Regions from separate parts of the Sus scrofa genome. Here region 1 is linked to region 2. The links are chromatin contacts, called in public HiChIP or PLAC-seq maps. All regions are on one chromosome and are shown on one strand. Each heading gives the region's core, a stretch centred on a gene start, on an enhancer-like site or on the middle of the called end of the contact. The rest is flanking DNA. Distances are from core to core; before and after follow the strand shown.

The links. HiChIP or PLAC-seq counts read pairs in DNA pulled down with a chosen protein or histone mark.
Region 1: an H3K27ac HiChIP or PLAC-seq map of alveolar macrophages shows a contact between it and region 2. The contact joins two enhancer-like sites. A contact is called at or near these places in 2 of 2 datasets of contacts at active chromatin or transcription factors (alveolar macrophages and skeletal muscle).

The regions. Positions count from the first base shown.
Region 1 is chr1:5,098,665-5,103,236 of Sscrofa11.1, forward strand. The region is part of intron 4 of PACRG (parkin coregulated gene protein); the gene reads right to left. Among named protein-coding and RNA genes, the nearest start is that of QKI, 220 kb to the left of the region's middle. Within about 2 kb of position 1,722, at least 8 of the 83 cell types and tissues checked have an H3K27ac peak or open chromatin away from gene starts, as enhancers often do. A contact at or near this core is called in alveolar macrophages, where this site is marked.
Region 2 is chr1:4,342,192-4,346,177 of Sscrofa11.1, forward strand. No RefSeq gene overlaps it. Among named protein-coding and RNA genes, the nearest start is that of QKI, 540 kb to the right of the region's middle. Within about 2 kb of position 1,375, at least 5 of the 83 cell types and tissues checked have an H3K27ac peak or open chromatin away from gene starts, as enhancers often do. A contact at or near this core is called in alveolar macrophages, where this site is marked.

The sequences.
Region 1 (4,572 bases), core at 472-2,971, 760 kb after region 2:
AAGGGAAAGCAAGACACAGAAACTAACATTGACTAATCCTAACTCTTCTACTTGTATTCTGTTATTTCTCTCAGTAGGGTTATTTTGACGTGGAAGTCAAAACCTCTAAATTAGGTACGTGCTTGGAAATAAACAGAAAAATCTTTTTACCTGGGCTCTGCACAGGAGAATGGAAACATTAAATGATTTTAGCATCCGAGATAAGAAATCCAAAATCAAAACGGCCTATTTATCTTCTGACTCACTATGTCGCAGAAGCAAAATGTGGGCTAATAAGCGAAAACGCCAGGCTCGTCCACGGGGAGGCTGCCTGAGGAAGCAGCGCTGTGCCTGCTCTTCCGTCCAGTGTCGCTCAGAGCCCATCTGGCCTAACCCTTCCTTACGTTTCACAGTGTCGTGGACCAGGGCTCAAAGGCCTGGCTGCTTTGCAGCTTACGGGACGCTTGGTTTTCTCACGGCAGCTTACTGTCTGCCTGGATCTCAACAGCTACTTTTATGCACCCCTTGGGCTACCAGAGAAATCCCACGACGCCTTCCACCAAAAATAACTGTCTCCAAAAATTCCTCAGGAGTGGCAGCATCCAGGGCGACCCGGGTCGGGGATTCACTCACCACCATCTCCAGCCTTCCTGGGTCACCCCCGGAAGCCGACTCAAATACACACATAAGCAAAGCAAAGACTGTGCTTCTCTGCAAACACAGCTTCCAGGGGAGTCTCCCAAGCTCCCTTCCGACCGGCTCACCTCCCTAAGGAGATTTCAGAGCTGACACTGCTCCCCAGGTTTTAAAATTAACTCTCCTTCCTCCACCCCCGCCAAGGCCAAACCCAGTTATCTGCAAGGGCAGGTCTCGGGGGAAAATACTAACAGTGGTAGCCTTCCTCTCAACACGCAGATATCGGCAGGGATTTAAGAGACGCAGAAATCCAGGTTAGGAGAAGGATGAGAGACAAGGATAATTTCACCTCATGAAGACTCAGGAAGTTGAGCAGCTTTCAGGTATATAAGATATACGATTTGGCAACATGGCATCATGGAAAAAACTGGCAGTTCAGCTCTGCTCTTACCCAGCTCTACGTTGGACAAATGCTTTCATCTCTTGGAGCTTAAGTTTTCTGATGTATAATAAGGTAAAGCCAAGGCCTCCTTCTTATGATTGCTGTGAGATTAAATGAGGTAATTGAGGTAACGGCAGAGGCAGCATCAGTGACAGTGACAGGAGTGAGGGTCAGAGATAGTGCCCAGCTATTTTCTACTTCGAATGAGAATTGAATAAAAAGAAACCCACAAACGCTTAGGAGCAGTTTAAGTTGGGTACCCGAAGTAATTTCCTCACGGGGACAACGTGGCTTGAAGCGGAGGAGTCTGGGCTTCTTCTGCAAGGGCCTCTAGACCAGATGCCCCTTTCTCTGAGTCAGCCATGCCCCTGGCATGGTTTGGCCAGAGCAGGGAAGTGACTGATGGGTCTGTGGGAGGAGGAAGTGTCTATGAGTCTGTGACCAGGCGTTGGGAACTGAAGTTTTGAAAAGTCAGATTCTCCATGTGCTGTTCTGTTCTCAGACTGGGTGGTGACACGTGTTTCCAAGTAAGTGGGAAAGGACATCATACAGAAGAAACCCTTTCCAGGGACCCGGAATTCCTGGCGCGGCGCTCTGTGGCTGGCCGACGCTTCCTGAGCCTGGCCTCGTCTTGCACAGGGTCGTGAAATGACAGCGGATGGCTCTGGGAGCTTTGCCTTGTCATAAACGTTCTGCTAGCAGCTGCCCCAGGGAGTGTGTGCCACCCTCTATGCACTGAATTATCTTCGCTCTGGGAGCCCAGGGCGCTGCTCGAAGAAATGGGAAGAATGAGACACCGCCACCCTAGATGCAAATTTTAACCCAGGGACTCACGAATTGCTGGACACGTGTGGGTGGAAGTTGCTGGTTTGGGAGCTTCCAGACACCCACTAAGTACTCTCCTGCTTGGAGGTGTAGAGGGAGGGTCCTCGAAAGTACTTCCTACAAAAAGGGAAGCAGTGACTTGAATTCTTATCCCACGACCTGGAGGCCTTGAGGCAAAATCTTTTGAAATACGTGAGGAGATGGAGAGCAAGGACCTAAGCCAGGAGGCTCTACCTTATTGCAGGATTCAAAGCCTGAAGCAGACCCGCCTAAACCGTGGAGAATGGCCATGCTTTGGCTTCTAAAAGGGGGTATGGTATCTTTATAACCCAGGCGCAAGGTCTGCTACAGTCTAGCCCCGGAGGAGAAAAGATCATGGCACAAAGTGTCTCTATTCTACGGACAGACTACTTTTGGAAATTCTAAAACCTATTCGTTATTTTTGAATTTTTAATTGGCTCATAAATGCAATAGATGTTTAGAATTATAGAGAAATTTTGACATAATCTAGACGAATCTCAAAATTTAATTTTTAAAACAACTTTTCTTCTCTCATTTTACAGTTCGTTATGGAAGAGATGGTAAGCAAAAGAACCAAAGGCAATCCTTTATACCCTCCCTTCCAAGAAATAGCCATTATTATTGCATTTAAATGCATTTCCTTCTGATGTATGCGTGTGTGCGCATATATGTGTATTTAACACACACATAGTAACACACAATTTGGATTATATTATATACGGAGTTCCCGTCGTGGCACACCAGAAATGAATCCAACTAGGAACCGTGTGGTTGCAGGTTCAATCGCTGGCCTCACTCAGCAGCAGGATCTGGTGTTGCCATGAGCTGTGGTGTAGGTCGCAGATGTGGCTCGGATCTGGTGTGGCCGTGGCTCTGGTGTAGGCCTGCAGCTGTGGCTCAGATTAGACTCCTAGTCTGGGAATCTCCATATGCTGCGGGTGTGGCCCTAAAAAGCAAAAAAAAAAAAAAAAAAAAAAAAAAAAAAGTTATATTATATTCATTTTCATACCTTAATTTTAAACTTTTTATCTTGCTTTTATCATATCCTTAAAATGTTTCACTTTAAATAGCAATGTAATATTCCATCAAGGGAATAAAATATAATTTACTTCACCATTTCCATATTGGTGGGCATTTTACTTATTTCTGTTTCGTCATTGTTACTAAAAACAAATTTAAAATATCTAATGATTTCAGTCTATCTCTACCTTTAATTATTTCTTTAGGTTTAATTCCTGGATTTAAAAATGATTATGTTGAGTTTGTGAGTATTTTAAAATCTAGTTGGCAAACCAATCTCTCTGTATTAGGGATTAGGACTTGAAGTCAAGGGGTCTAGAATCTTCCAGAGATTGCATAGCTCTGTGCTAGAAGTGTGCCCTGAACCCAGGTCTCCTGACACCCAGTAAAGCTCCCTTGCATGCGTTTCAGGATCCAGTCAAAGTGAAGGAAGCAAGAAAGTGTATTGATCAATGCAAGCAGCATTCTTTTTCCCAGGGAAAAGATCCTTGGGAGTTTCTCAGACTGTGTGTGTCTGTGTGTGTGTGTCTGTGTGTGTGTGTACTAATAAAAATCATTCAATGACCTGGGTCAAAGAGGCTTTCTCTGGGCTAAATTGCTATTTACCCTGATGCCAAAGCAAAATATAGTTTCTGCAATTAAAATAACTGAAGTGAAAAAAAAAATCCAGTTATCCTTATTGTATTTTTGGGAACATTCATTTAGAGAATTGCATGTGAAGTTAAGGCCAGTTTACTTAGGTTGAGGGGGTGGAAACCTCTGGAGCGGACCAAGGTAGGGTAACTGCAAATTTCTAATGCTGGCTTCAAATTTTAGACATTAAAAAGCACTTTGCAAGTTTTAAGTATATACCAAGAGGCATAAGGCCTTGTTCTAAAGTAACAATTGTGGCTTAATAAAATGTAGACGCTGAGGGCTTCCTGGGATTCTAATGAAAGATCTTCCTATGTTTGGAAGACACTTCTGTAATTTGCATATTTACTGCGGCCCTTGCTGAGATGACGAAGGACAAACAGGGTCCTTGGTCCATTAACTTTGTGTATCGAGTCCATGGCCTTCTTACATGTCTCTGTATAAAAATACATCCGTGGTAGAGTCTGTGATGGAAAATGCCCCTTCCCACCCCCAGTGCTCACAGCGGAGAGCTGGAGATTCCACACTCTCAGGCCAACTGGGCCGACTGAGGTCAACCTTTAATTCAGGGCTCCTGCCCCGAGGGCTCATGTTACCCCAAGGAAGGAAACAGTTCTTTTTTAATCTGTTAGTCTTTCTCCTCTTGCCCCCGCACCCCTCCCTTTCCTTTCATTACCTTGTCACTATCCAACGGCTGCAACCCACCAGTACAGACTTAGAAATTGTGAGAATTTGGGGAGGATTAATTTTGAACCCTTTTGCACCTGTGAAAAAGCTGTAATTATTGTGGTATTATTGATACATCATTGGGACTAGATAAGATCCTGTGCTTTACAGCAGATTGGCTGAGACTGGAGTCCCACCTCTGATACTATGTGATCTTGGGCAAATTGCTTCGCCTCTCTGAGCCTCAGTTTTCTCATCTGTAAATTGGGAACAACAGCATTAACTCCCTCATCTAGCGGTGAAGCTAAAATGAGCCAGAGGAGATACATTGCTTGGTACACATGCTGGCA
Region 2 (3,986 bases), core at 125-2,624:
AAACGCCAAAATAGCAACAAATAAACAAAAGATTAATCAAATGAATGGACACAGCTTTCTAAGGAACCTACTTTGATCTGGAGATACTTTCTACTTTCATAGAAACTTCTGCTCTCGTCACTGAGCTTGCATCAGTCTGGAGAGTCATGGCAGAGTAGGAAAGGCTTGTCTTTCTATGCCTCACCAAGTCCTAGCTTCCTCTCTGCCCACATCCTAGAAACCCTGAGACGTCACACAGCCTGAGTTCATGCTAAGATTCCTACTGGAGTGAAGTACTCCAGATACAGGATTACTCATTTACAGCATATAGTACTTTCCCCACCATCAAAACAATTTAAAAGTCCCTTTTTTGACTGCAAATGATTTTTTTTTTAAGGTATTGGAGAAACTATCATTTACTTTTTTCAACTCGATTTGAACAAAAGTTGAAACCCTGCTTTGTTACGTACTGATTTTCAAACTATAGAAAAGACAGGGAAAAAAAAGACATAAAATCAGGCCGATAGGAGTGTTTGGGGAGAATGAAGTGGGAGTGATGGAAAAACAGGAAGAGGACAAGTGTGTAAAAAAAGTGAGTGTCATAAATTTGAAAAAAAAAATCTAATGGTGTTGAAAGGAGGAAAAGATCATCTTACACGTGGTGTCCACAGAATGGCAAAGAATTTATGGAGAGAGAGTGTGGAGGGTGCATCTTGAAAGATACTTAGTCCGTTTCTGTTCCATGAATAAGTTAATTTGTATCCTTTCTGTAGATTCCACATACAAGTGGTATCGCATGATGTTGGTCTTTCACTGTCTAACGTCACTTAGTAGGATAATTTCTAGGTCCATCCATGTGCTATAAATGGCAGAAACAGACCCATAGACTTTGAAAACAAACTTACAGTTATCACGGGACAGGGGTGGTGGGGGGATGGACTAGGGGTTTGGGGTTGGCATAAGCACACTGAAGTATATACCTGCTGTATAGCACAGAGAGCTCTACCCAATATTCTGTGATAATCTATGTGGGAAAAGGATCTGAAAGATGATGGGTGTGTGCACATGTATAGCAGAATTACTTTGTTGTATGGCAGAAACTATCACAGCCTTGTAAGTCAACACTACTTCAATAAACTTTTAAAAAATGGGAAAAAAGAAAAATATTTAGGATTTTGAAATCTGACCAACCGCTTGAGCAGACAATCCAAGCTAATGAAACAATGTGTGGAAAGACTCGATAAGCAAAAACTCTGGGTGTGTCGGCACTTGGGTTTGCCTGTGGTCTACGTGCAGAAAAAGAGTGAGATGGCCCCTGAAATAGAGGATGAGCTGTATCATGCAGGGCTCCAGCTGACAGTCTGTGGAGGTGAATCAGACAATGAGTAATAACAAGCCCCTGACAGTGGTTGAGCTGTTCCCGGAGACTCCCCAACTACAGCTGTGCTTTGAGAACAGCAGTCTACAATGTGTGAAGGAGAGGCGGGGTTGAGACAGAGAGGAAACAGAATTACAAGCAGGGATTTATTAGAACAGAAACAGAGGTATGCTCTTAACTAGAGTCCTGATAATGCTGCATAACAAACTACCATGAAAGTTAGCAGCAGCATACATAAATAAGCTTTTATTTAGGTCACAGATCTGCAGGTTAGCTGGGCTTCCACCCCTCTCCTAGGACCAGTGGGCTGCCCTATGCCCTCCTTTGTCTGGCAAGGGCAGATGCACAGTGACTGACACACAAGAGCACAAGCACAGCTGTGTAAGCACATTCCAAACTCTGTACAGTCAGAGCTGTTCATATCCTATTGGCTCAGTACGTCACCTGGTCAAGCCTCGAGTGAAGAGCAAGCTCATCCACCACTCACACGGGAATGAGCATGAGAGGGTGAAGCGTCTGCATGATCGTCTAATCCACCATGATGGAATCAAGCCAAAAAGGAGACACTGGCAATGGTAAAGCGGAGACAAGGGGGAGGAGTATTACAGAGCAAAACCTCAAAAGTCACCCTCATGTCACATAGGGGTAGGATAAATGACAGAGTACAAAGAGATCAATTTCAGGTTTCAGACCTGAGAAGTTATGGTGATGACGAGGAAGACAGCCTAATACTGTAAAGAAGTAAAATTTGGGGAGGAACATAAGCAGTTTCCTTTTAGATGCACTGAAAGTAAAGTGTCAGGAGAGCATTGCATGGATGTCCAGCTGTTCCTATAGAACTGGAACTCCCATAAAAAACCTGTCAAAGAGAAAGACAAGTACCATGTGCGATCACTAAAACGTGGAATCAAACTTTAAAACGATGTGAAAGAACTTATTCACAAAACAGAAACAGACTCAAAGATTTTGAAGCCAATCTTTTGGTCACCAAGGGGGAAAGGTTGGGGGGAGGGATGGATTTCGAGGTGGGGATTGGCTTATACACACTGCAATAAACAAAGCTGATCAGTAATAAGGACCTACTATATAGCTTAGGGAAATGTATTCAATACTCCGTGACAGCCTATATGGGGACAGAATCTGAAAAAGAGTAAATATATATGTATATGTATGCCTGGTTTACTTTGCTGCACACTTGAAACTAACACATTTAAGTCCCCTGCAATCCAATAAAATTTATTTAAAAAAAAGACACGTCAAGAGAAAGCTGTGTGTGTTGTCTTCATAGAGGTCGGACCCAAGGAGTGAATAAGATCTTCAAGAAAAACATCATTCTTAGAAAAAAAGAGGAAGGGCCCCATTGCAAGGCCTCTGAGAGCTGTGCCCATCACTCACACAGACCCCACACAACAGGTAGTCTCTGATGGTTCTTTCTCCCTGTCGTCCACATCCAGTGACCTTCAAAATTCTAAACACTCTTTTGCTAGAGTGTTCATCCAACTTTTTCTAATTTTTATTTCCACTGCCATCTTAGAGATTGATATGACAGTCATATATCTTGTACCTTGTAGGAAGCTTAAAATATAGATTTGGAACCTAAAGAGTTTAAAGTAGAAAGAGCAAAGCTAGAGAGACAGATACAGGAGTTGAATGTCCAGAGTTGGGAGAGTCAAAGTACCAGGAATTGTTTGAGATCATGAAGAGAATAAAATAAATGGAGTGAGGAAAAGAAAGCTGCGGGATGAGTTCCTGCAGATCAGAAGTGTATAGAGGAAGAGGAGTGAGTGTGGGATGCAGTCAGAGAAGACGGGGAGGTGGGACTGTGTGAGGTCAAGAGAAATCTAAGAATGCAGCTGTTGCACAGGTCAAATGCACGGAGGAATAGAGAAGAGTGAGGTCTGGAGAGAAGACCTGATAAGACCTGGGAGAGACTCAGTAAAGGTAAGAGCCAGATGCCAAGGAAGTGAGGCACACATGGGAGAAAAGGGATGTGGACCACATTCCTAAGTTTGCTCATAAGGCTAGAAAAGACACTGAGGGACCCAGGGGAAAAAAAGGCAGGAAGCCATTAATCTGCGGAGAGCTTTCCAATTTTTGAGCAATAAAATAATCCCATTATTCTCCAGTATGATCTTTGCATTTGAAGAATATTTAGTTTTTTAGTTAACTGCAGAAGGGTGGATATTGGAGAGAAGAAGCATTTTAGTCCTTTCCTTATGCCTCATTATCCAGGCTCCCCCTCTTCACACAAGAAACCCCACCCTTCCAACAATCAACCCATCTCTAAAAAAGAGTTTGAGATTTGGCTGGCTTTCCAAAACAAGCAAAACCCCCATCAAAAAATATTTTTTATTTTCTATTTCCTTGGGGATGACACACTTCTGATTCGATTACCCTGTGCTACAAATTGTACTTCGTCCATAAACTTTCAGGCACCAACTTCTACCAACTTGCTGGATGAATTTCAGAGCAGTCTTTCTTACGACACACAAATGAGATGCTATAGGTTGTCAGGGCAACTCAAGTTGATTGTTTTTCCCTATGGTTGAGTTTTAGGGCAACCGGAACATGCCAATCAAGAGCAGAGGATAGTTAAGTTTAAGTGTATTAAATATATTATCAAATGCAC